Linked DNA regions of Rattus norvegicus: region 1 is linked to region 2. Evidence: chromatin contacts called from public Hi-C data. All regions are on one chromosome and are shown on one strand. The core of a region is the stretch at or near the end of the contact, and the rest is flanking DNA. Distances in the headings are between cores, read along the strand shown. Region 1 holds the start of Rpl13a (ribosomal protein L13A). Region 2 holds the start of Cpt1c (carnitine palmitoyltransferase 1c).

Region 1 (4,997 bases), core at 1,540-4,039, 160 kb before region 2:
CCAGAGGACACACTGTCTGGGCCTGGCGATGGACATGTGTAATTCCAGAGCTTCTGGATTGGAGATGCTGAAACTGGAGGATACTGACTTTAAGAAAAACAGAAAGGAAGAAGGGGATGCATTGTCGCCCTGTGTGGTCGCTTCTGTCACCTCCGCCCCTTAAAATAAAAACAACTGCCGGGTATGGTGCTGCGTGCCTGGAATCTCAGTATTCAGGAGGCTGAGGCAGAGAGATCAAAACTTCAAGGCCAGCCTGGGCTACTGAGTGAGCTCAAGGCCAACCTGGGTTACTGAGTGAGTTCAAGGACAGCCTGGGAAACTTCATAAAATCTGTCTCAAAATAACAATGGAAAACAGAAATGCTGGCACTGGAGCTTAGTGGCAGGGTCCCTGCACATGTGAGACTCTGGCTCCCATCTGCGGCTGCCACACAGTCGCTATAGAAACACGTCATCTGTACTTAAGATTCACACTGCCAAAATGAATTTCCTGTCAGCTTAATTAAAACAATTAGATTGTTTAAATTTTCCAAATTTAAGTTTTTAAATTTTGCGGTTTCCCATTTCTGAAACACACAGCCATAGCGGTACATGTGTGTAAACCCATCTCTACTTATTTATTTTTGAGATAGGGTCTATGTAGTTCGGATGGCCTGGAATGTAGGGGCAATACTCCGGTCTCAGCCTCTGGGGTGCTGGAGTCACAGGTGTGTATTACCATACCTGACAGTAATTCCTCTTTTTAAAAGAAATTATGCCAGACTTCCCCCACCAAATAAACTGAAAAAAGGATTACACCCGGGGAGCGGGCACAGTGTATTATGGCACCTGTATATAAGTCAGAGGACATGTGGGAAGCTGGTTCTTTCACCATGTTGGCCCTCCAGTGTTGGATGGAACTCCAGTGGTCAAACTCGGCAGCAGAGGCCTTTTACCCATTAACCCAGCTTGAAGGCCATGACTCCTTTGGTTTTGAAATGAGGGTCTCATGTAGTCCTATCTGACCTGGAACTCACTCTGTAGACCAGGCTGGCTTGGAACTCAGAGATCCACCTGCTTCTGCCTCCTCCAAGATAGGTGAGCCACCAGGCTTGGCTGTAAAACTTCCTTTAAAAAAAAAAAAAAAAAAAAAAGTAGAGCGCTTACCTAGGAAGCGCAAGGCCCTGGGTTCGGTCCCCAGCTCCGAAAAAAAAGAAAAAAAGAACCAAAAAAAAAAAAAAAAAAAAAAAGACTTGCAGCAGATTTTTGTGGTGCAAATCTGTACTCCCTTATACATTCTGGAGAAGAGGCAGAAAGATCAGGAATTCTGGGTTATCTACTGTTGCAAAGAAGTCTGAGGCTAACCTAAGCAGTGTTGAGGGGGTAAGGGAGTGGGAGGGTGTAGTTCAATCTTAGAGGATTTGCTTGTCTTTCACAGAAAGGGGATGGGGGCATAGGTCAGTGTTAGAATGCAGTCTGTGAACTCCACTTCAGACAGACCATTGATGATCCCATTTTACAGAGGATACTGAGGCCAAGCCGGAGTCATCTGACAGACGTTTTGCACAGCCTGGACACAGGGACAGTTGGGTGGAGGCTGGCCTCCTCTTGGACCTGCCTCAGCCAGCTCTCCCCAGGATGGAGACAACATCAGAACTCAACAAAAGTCCCACTCGCCCCATTCTGTACAAAGCCCTTGCCCCCATGAACTTGTATATAAAATTTTTTTTTTTGTACCAGCTCTTCCAGGCCTATCTGTGGATGGGACAGGGAATGGGTGGACCTTTTAGGTTTCAGAATCTTGGTTTTTTGGTGCTTGGTGATGCAATACGGGCTCTCCAGAAGTTAAGGCAGGATCTTAAGTTTAAGGTCAGCCTGGATTGCAGAAATCTTGTATCAAAAACCCGAACGGACAACAAAAGGTTCTATTTGTTTTCTGAGGCCTTCAGCAGCCCAGGGTCAGCACGGGGGAATGCTCCATAGGACTATGATGTGAAGCAGAAGCAGTCCAATTCCCCAAAATCATGGCACCAAAGTGTAACAAGTAAGCAAAACAGTGTTGGAACCTCCTGGAGGAACCGACTCAGGCTGGGATGTTTAGGGAGATTTTTCAGGACAAAATGAGTCTTTCATACTGAACAATCTACTGCCTTTTTGTTGTTTCCTTTGGTGGTGGGCGGTTATAGGTGCACAGCAGGGAGGGCAGCTCAGACAACATTCACAGCTGGGTACAGCAGCAAGTGAGTGCATCTGCGTCTCAGGAACCTGAAAGGCCTTCTCTCCTTCATACTCTTCCATCTAGGAAGACTACCCCGACTTGTCTGACAGAAGGAAACTCCTAGGCTCAGGAAAGGCCAGCAATTTTCAGCACACCAAGAGGTTGAGGGGAGGGACCGTTACACACGCAGCTCTGAAGGGCGGGCCAAGACATATTCTCGCCCCCTTATGGCCACCACATGTTCTGCAACCGTCATTCGTTGATGGGAGTAATGGCGCTCCACATCACGGACACCTGAACCGAGACGTGCAATCCCTCCAAAATATGGCGGCAGCGGCTGGATGGCCTTGTACGGCTAAAGACGCCTCGAGAACCACGTGACCTCTCGCCCCGCACAGTCATGGCCGCCAAGATCCAACTCATGCGATAGTCTGATTGGACAATATGAAAGTGGCCCGCCTCCGGTGTGCGCGCACTCACCGCTTCGATCAATGAGAAAACAGAAACCCTTCAGTTCGAGCCATCTGCGTCACTTCCTCCGCCCCTGCAGCAAGGGATAAGAAACCCTGCGCCAAGACCTCTTCCTTTCCTAGGCGGCTGCCGAAGATGGCGGAGGGGCAGGTTCGGACTCTGCGCGCCGGGCGGTGTGGGGTTGGGGTGGGTTCCAGGAGGGAGCCGAATGGGAGCCCACTGCTCCACTCTGCTTGTGCGATGGGACTTAAGCAAACGTTTTGACGCGAGGGGGTTGTGTAACGTGGGCATAACCAGCCGCGGCAGTCTTTAGGTATGGGACGATGAAAGCCTAGCGTTTTTCCTGGGGAAGACGGGAGTGGGACTCGGGTTCCCAACACCGGAAAGAACTTTTATAGGTTTCATCTCCGGCATTGGGGTGTGGGGACCTTGGAATTGCTCATGCCTGGTATTGTACTTTTGTTAGTGGGAGGCTCCTGTTTTGCATGACTTAGGGTTTTTGTAACATCTAATATTTGGGCTTGTAGCCCTTTTGAGGGTGTTAAATGTTCAGAATTAAGGGGTGAAATGATGAAGCAGACTTGTAAAACAGACTGAGGGAGAAACCTCATGACTTTGAGGGTTGACAGGAGTTGAACTGCACCTTTCCTGCTGTTTTTAGATGTCTTGAGGGTACGTTGTTGCTAAGGAAGTAGATGACGCTGTTTGGGACAGTTTTTCACTTTAAAAATGTAAACGGTAGTGTGCAATGGTTTTCTCTTGTAGTTTGGGTTGTACTGTTCTGCACTGCTCAGAATTGCAGACAGGACAGCCATTGTAGTCTAGCTAACTACAGGTTCGTTTTGTGCTGCTTAGAGCAACAGGTCTGCTCTTAGTGAGAAAGCTGGGGATTTGGTGGGACTAAACAATGGGCTAAAGTCTGAAACCAAGTCTAGACCCTTTGTAGGTCATAGTGTGCCCATGGATCCCAGCTATCCTGAAATTTGAGGCCTGGTAGGGTAACATGAAGTTCCATTTTAAAAAGTCATGTTGTGTGCACATAATAATGTACCTTTGGGACACGTGGTTCATCTGGGTTATAGGCATCCTTGTGGGGAGAGGCACTGTGAAGGGGTTGGTAACTTGGAGTAGGGAAAGCCTACTAAGCCTTCCTCTTTCCACAGGTTCTAGTATTGGATGGCCGGGGCCATCTTCTGGGCCGCCTGGCGGCCATTGTGGCCAAGCAGGTACTGCTGGGTAAGTTTCATTCAACATCCACATTTGCCTGAGAGTCTGTGATGAGCAATAATCACCATCTTTCGTTTGAGTCTCACGACTGTGAGATCAACCCATGCACCGCTCTGAGACTTACTGCCCCTGCTTACTTGGGGTTCATGGCTTAGAAATGATTTTGGAACAGATCTGCATTCCACGAGTGCTCTGTGGCTTTGTTGGGTGTTCAGTGACTTTCCTGACTGTCTCCAACCCCATGCTTTCTAGGCCGAAAGGTGGTGGTTGTACGCTGTGAGGGCATCAACATTTCTGGAAATTTCTACAGAAACAAGTGTGAGTTAGGGCTGGGGTGGTGGGCTTGGGTGGGGCTAAGCAGGTCCTTAGTTGCTTTTTGGACCCAAAAGGCCTCATATACTTTTCCTTCTGACAGTAAAGTATCTGGCCTTTCTCCGAAAGCGGATGAACACCAACCCGTCTCGAGGCCCCTACCACTTCCGAGCCCCAAGCCGCATTTTTTGGCGCACTGTGCGAGGTAAGCTGGTCCCATGGGTGACATGGAGAGCAGGGGAGCATCTGGCAGCTTGTGATGAGGATGTCTCCCACTCATGTTCGAGTTGCCTGACTATGAGACGACTCTACATGCACTACCATCTGAGGCTGGCCTAATGCCCTGCTCCTGAGGTCAGGTGGGTTTCTCAGCACCTCTGATGAGGCCTGCTGCTGTTACACCCACAGGCATGCTGCCGCACAAGACCAAAAGAGGCCAGGCTGCCCTGGAACGCCTCAAGGTGTTGGATGGGATCCCTCCACCCTATGACAAGGTGAGCCTTGCAGGCCTAGCCTCACAGCCTCTCTGCATCTAGCGTCTGTGATGTTCTGTTACCTACATTGTTTGAGCCTCATGAAAACTGCACTGGCTGAGACGCCTGACCCATCAGCCTTCTTACCAAGTGCACCCAACACGTCTCTGAGCCCTTATTTTTTTCTAACAGAAAAAGCGGATGGTGGTCCCTGCTGCCCTCAAGGTTGTGCGGCTGAAGCCTACCAGAAAGGTAAGCTCTAGGCTACAGAATAAACTTGTGGGACCTCAAGACTGGCAGATGATGGTATATTCTCAC
Region 2 (5,632 bases), core at 1,083-3,582:
GTCTCCATACACACATTGGAAGCAGACTGTGTTCTACATGGAGGACTACCTAACAGTGAAGACCGGCGAGGAGATTTTTGGCACTATTGGAATGAGGCCCAACGCCAAAAACAATGTGAGGCTTGAGGGAGAGTAAACATGGTATTGGGTAGAGTTGAACAGTGCCAGCTTAGGTACTATGGTGGGTAGGTACCTTAGGAAGCCCCTGTGTGGCTGCTGAGTTCAGTACCCTTCCTGTGGGCACTGAAATCATCTGACTCCCTGTACACGTTAAAATAGCAAGTGGCAGAGCTCAGTGTGATGCTAGGACAGCCTTGATCCATCGGTGGAGGGGTTTCAGGATGCTTGCCAGGGGGACTGGAAACAGTGGTAGGCTCTAGCACTGCTGGTCCTGGAGAACATAGTGGGGTGACTGTAGCCTGTAGTGCAGTCATTGTGCGGGGTATGCATTGTGCTAGCAGAAGGGGCCAGCACATTTACCTGACCCTTGGCCTGATAGCACACCTGAGCCCTGTCTCTCACCTTTTCCCTTCAGCGTGACTTGGACTTTACCATCGACCTGGACTTCAAGGGTCAGCTGTGTGAGCTCTCTTGTTCCACCGACTACCGGATGCGCTGAGGAGGTGCCAGGCTGGCCCTCCTGCAAAAGGGGGCTCAGGGGCTGGGCTTGGGGGATGGGAGGGTACATCGTGGCAGTGTTTTTCATAACTTATGTTTTTATATGGTTGCGTTTATGCCAATAAATCCTCAGCTGACCGTGCCACTTCTTGCCCTGGGGGCTGGGGTAGTTCAGCAGCCTGTCACTCCCTGAGGACTGTCCATTATAGGTCTAGGGGTGTGTCCCTCAAGCTAGGCAAGGGTTCCTGGCCTCACCATGTCTCAGCATTCCCTGACCTTCCTGAGGTTCTTCCCTGGAGCCAAGGTTGAGGACAGTCCTCAGTGGGGGCCAGCCATATCTGTCCTTTGACCCCAGACCTTCCATGTCCTGTGCTGTTTCTGTTATCTGGGGGTTTAAGACAGGGTTTCTTTGCAGCCTTGGTTATCCTGGAACTTGCCTTATGGTCCAGGCTCAGCTCCAACAGAGGTCCTCCTGCCTCTGCCCCCCGAGTGTCCCCCAAGCGCTCTGCCACTGAGCTAAATCCAACCCCTGCAGTGCTCTTTCTTATCCTGTGCTGTTTCTTTCTTTTTTTTTTTTAAAGATTTATTCATTTTATTATATATATAAGTACACTGTAGCTGTCCTCAGATACACCAGAAGAGGGCATTAGATCTCTTTATAGATGGTTGTGAGCCACCATGTGGTTGCTGGGAATTGAACTCAGGACCTCTGGAAGAGCAGTCGGATGCTCTTAACCGCTGAGCCATCTCTCCAGCCCTCCTGTGCTGTTTCTAAGTAAGCTAGTTCCAGTCCAGTGATCCGGTCCCTCCACTCTCCTGTCTTCTGGAATAAGGGCAAGACCATTATCTTGATCCACCAGTGTTTATGGAAGCTGGGTCACCCTGGTCTGGGGACAGGTGGGAATTTGGATCCTATGTTGCATGGCCAATCGGCCAATCAGGGGTCAGTAACCCTAAAGCCAGAAAGCTCACTGAGCAGACCTGAATGCCCTTGGACAAGACACCTGTTTGATCTGGCTTCCCACCCTGTTCCTGATGCATTGACTCTTCAGCCACACTAGCTAGCTTCCTGGATCCTGCTAGAACTTCCGGTCTGACCCTGCCACCTCCTAACCTAAGGAAACCTGAGCCCTAGGACCTTCACAGATCCCTACCTGCAGTGAAGAGACCTGGATACTGCCCTTCTTTCTGGGTGACAATGGGCTGTCCTGGGGTGGACCCAAAAGAACACCAGATCCATCGTGGACCGAATATGAAATCCCAGAGTGGAATAAAGCAGACTGTTGTGTTTGTGTGTATCTATGCATCCTGCACCGTCCCTCTGTCTAGCTGGGATCTCCCCAGTGGCACCTGTTTCATGAGCCTCTTTGTAAGCCTGCTGTGGATGGTTCTGACCTGTCAGCCTGAGAAGCATCTCCCAAGATGTGTTCCAGCAGATATACAGCGACAAGCATAACATGATGCTGTACCTAAAAGAGGGCAGGGAGGGAGGCCAAGGCTGTTCTAGTTTCTTGAACAAACAAAAGGAAAAGAAAGGAGGAAAAAAAAACAAAAAACAAAAAAAACAGGCTTAGGGTAAGAGGGTTGGACGCTAGGACTCCGAAGGGGCGGGGAGAGAATGCGGAGGGATTGGAAAGGGGCAGGGACTGAACGCGGAGGGATCAGAGGAGGCGGGGATAAAACCTAGGACCTGAACACCCAGTTCAGGGAACGAGGAGGTGCCCGCAAGGTGGCTCTGGGTTTCGGGATAACAGCCAAAGACGGTTGATCAGTTCGTGGATTCATTACACGGGGATTAGATGTATGTACAAGGGAAACAGTAGTGGACTCAAAACTGGGGGACGGAGGTCTATATGGAATTGACCCCAGGAACCGCAGCTGCTTACCTCTGACCGGTGTAAGTACTAGTACCGGGTATAGGAGGGGCTATGGGCCTTGTGTTGGGGCAGACAAGTGGGGCTTCTCCATCACTTGTCCTGGACATGCCTCCGCTCGTCACCAGCATCCCTCGATGCCGGGCATGCGCAGTAGGATGCTTCCTCTTTCATCCCTCTCCAGACCCCATGGTGGAAGGGAACCCATATGTGTTTGCCTTGCAATTGGAAATGAACAGTGCCACCGTCGGCAAATGTTCATTTCCCTATGGGTCTAAAAACTAGTACGTTAAAAAGAAAAAAAGCGAAAAAATAGTGTGCTTTATTTGAACTGAGCCTGCATCAATTTCCCTCTCCCATCCTGAATACTGAGCAATGAATTCTCAGTAATACAGGTCTCAAGGTTGCTCTCCAGCCTTAATTCTTTCAGAGATCCCCAATTAAATGAATTCCTGTCCCAAACAGTGAGCTGCAGCACCCTTCAGGTTCTTGGAGCAGCTTATGCGGTCCCGCTGTGGGGAGGAAGGGATAGAGTATGAGAGAGGGGGCTGGGGTCTAGACTTCTCCGGGCCTGGAATCCTCCACCCCACACACACCCGAGAGTAGAAGCAAAGTCTGCATAGGTGGGTCCAAGGGAGAAGGACCAAGTTCTGGACTCGTGGATCTGAGAGGAGGCACGAGGTCCTGAAGAATGACTCTCTGCCTTTCTCCTAGGGGTCCCAGGGAACATGGCTGAGGCACACCAGGCCTCGAGCTTGCTGTCTTCACTCAGTTCCGACGGGGCAGAAGTGGAGCTCAGCTCCTCAGTGTGGCAGGAGATTTACCTCTCTGCCCTACGCTCCTGGAAAAGGAATCTCTGGCGTGTCTGGGTGAGGAGAGCTATTGGCTGATTTCCTTCTGGGGAACCAGGTACCTGCTTCTGGGATTTCTGAAACCCACTTCTGAAGATCTGGGTGTCCAGTCTCAGGCTACTGTTAACTATGGCTTCCTCTGGGATGCTCTGTACTGACCTGACCCGCTCTGCTCCTGACTCACCTCACCCCTGCTGCACTCCCCATGCAGCTCCTCCCCCAACAACTTCCAGTATAGTCTCCTTATCTTGGATTTATTTATTTGTTTACTTACTGACTTATTGGTGCCAAGGTTCAGAACCCAGGGTTTTGAGCAGTCTAGGACAGCTTGAATGAACTCTCACCCCCAACCCCAACCCCTGTACTGGTAGGTTCCAGGAGACTTCCCTACCACCAAGCCATACCTCCCTCCACTAACTAACTCTCCACAGGGTGGACTCTAGGAGAGACTCTTTCCCAGCCTCAGCCCCTCACTGGGGAGTAGACAAAGGCTATACCATGCCCCCAACTCCTTACTAAATACATTCAGTAAAAGGAGCCCTGAGCGCTGCCCGCATCCAAGACCCTGTAAACTGCTGCGAGTGAGACCGAGCATGTGCTCAGAGGGAACGTAGGACTGAAGATGCCCTTTTCTCAACACAGAATGACTTTCTTGCTGGTGTGGTCCCGGCAACGCCCCTCAGCTGGCTTTTCCTCTTCAGTACAATCCAGCTTGCTTGTCTCCTCCAGCTGGACCCTTCCCTAGGACTGATGGAGAAGATTAAAGAGTTGCTGCCAGACTGGTGAGAACCTTCCTCCTCGAGCCAGTCACAGCCCTAACCCCTACCAAGACACTCTGTGTGCTTTGTCTGTCAAAGAAATGTAATTTCTGGGTGTGGCGGTGCATAAGCCTTGAATCCCAGCCGTGGGGAGGCAGAGGCAGGAGAATCTGGTCTATAGTGAGTTCCAGGATAGACATGGATGTTACTCAGACAAACCCTGATTTGGAAAAACAACAACACCAAAAACAAAACAAAAAACCAAAAAACAAAAAATCAAAAATCTAATTTCTGGAGCTTACTTTATGACTGTTAATAGAGGTACAGTCAAAAAGGGAGGGGTGGGGGGTTGGGGATTTAGCTCAGCGAGCGCAAGGCCCTGGGTTCGGTCCCCAGCTCCGAAAAAAAGGAAAAAAAAAAAAAAAGGGAGGGGGTGGGGGAGCTTCATCTCTTTCACTTCATAGCTTCATTTACCTATTTTTGATTTTTTTTAAAGATTTATTTATTTATTATATATAAGTACACTGTAGCTGTCTTTAGATACACTAGAAGAGGGCATCAGATCCCATTACAGATGGTTGTGAGCTACCATGTGGTTGCTGGGAATTGAACTCAGGACCTCTGGAAGAGCAGTCGGGCGCTCTTAACCGCTGAGCCATCTCTCCAGCCCCTATTTTTGATTTTTGAGACAGGGTTTCCCTGTGTAGCTTTGTCGGTCCTGGAACTCACTCTGTAGACCAGGCTGGCCTCGGACTCAGAGATCTGCCTGCCTCTGCCTTCCAAGTGCTTGGATTAAAGGAGTGCACCACCATGTCCAACTTTCTTTCTTTCCTTTCTTTCTTCCTTCCTTCCCTCTTTTGGAGATAGCATCTCTTTCTGTATGTAGCACTAGCTGTAATGGAACTTATGTGGAGAGCATAGCCTGGGACTCACAGAGATCCACCTCCCTCTACCTCCCAAGACCTGAGTGCCACATGAGGTTTTCAGGATTACCAAGCTCTTCTTATACTCAGTTCTGACCTGAGTCAGGGGTCAGGAATGGTGGCTCACCAAGTAAGCATTCATCCCAGCAGAGGCAGGGGTTACATGGGAAGATCCTTTCTCTTTTTTTTTTTTTCGGAGCTGGGGACCGAACCCAGGGCCTTGCGCTTCCTAGGCAAGCGCTCTACCACTGAGCTAAATCCCCAACCCCGGGAAGATCCTTTCTCAAAACACAAAACAAGGGTTGGGGATTTAGCTCAGTGGTAGAGCGCTTGCCTAGCAAGCGCAAGGCCCTGCATTCGGTCCTCAGCTCCGGGGGGGAAAAAACAAACAAACAAACAAACAAACAAACAACCCCACAAAACAAAAACAAAAGCAATGTTTCCAGCCAGGTACATGCCTATAACCTGGCATTTGGGAGGACCAGGCAGAGATGTGCAAGGATGAAGCCATCCTGGAATACAAACCAAGATCCTGTGTCACACCAAACAGCCAAAGCAAACATTGTCACCTTTATGTAGGGCCTGGAAACCAGGCAGGGATTGGTGTG

What was found. Hi-C and Micro-C count contacts between places; a contact is called where the count stands out from the background.
Region 1: a Hi-C map of the A7r5 cell line shows a contact between it and region 2, with 2.1 times the contacts expected there. The contact joins the promoter of Rpl13a here to the promoter of Cpt1c in region 2. A contact is called at or near these places in 8 of 12 Hi-C or Micro-C datasets (the A7r5 cell line, Schwann cells, frontal cortex and 4 more) and 1 of 1 datasets of contacts at active chromatin or transcription factors (oligodendrocytes).

Annotation. Positions count from the first base shown.
Region 1 is chr1:104,746,705-104,751,701 of GRCr8, reverse strand. Rpl13a (ribosomal protein L13A) reads left to right here and starts at 2,789. Exons shown (of 8, transcript NM_173340.2): 1 at 2,789-2,817; 2 at 3,831-3,903; 3 at 4,147-4,212; 4 at 4,310-4,411; 5 at 4,615-4,700; 6 at 4,872-4,931. The coding sequence starts at 2,803. It overlaps LOC120100339 (small nucleolar RNA Z195/SNORD33/SNORD32 family), which reads left to right and starts at 3,935; the gene lies at 3,935-4,017. It overlaps Flt3lg (Fms related receptor tyrosine kinase 3 ligand), which reads left to right. Exons shown (of 9, transcript NM_001305939.1): 9 at 1-184. Snord35a (small nucleolar RNA, C/D box 35A) reads left to right here and starts at 4,975; the gene lies at 4,975-4,997. It also overlaps Snord33 and LOC120100340.
Region 2 is chr1:104,590,463-104,596,094 of GRCr8, reverse strand. It overlaps Cpt1c (carnitine palmitoyltransferase 1c), which reads left to right and starts at 2,332. Exons shown (of 19, transcript NM_001034925.2): 1 at 2,332-2,515; 2 at 3,207-3,361; 3 at 3,986-4,125. The coding sequence starts at 3,221. Prmt1 (protein arginine methyltransferase 1) reads left to right here. Exons shown (of 10, transcript NM_024363.1): 9 at 1-115; 10 at 536-756. The coding sequence ends at 619.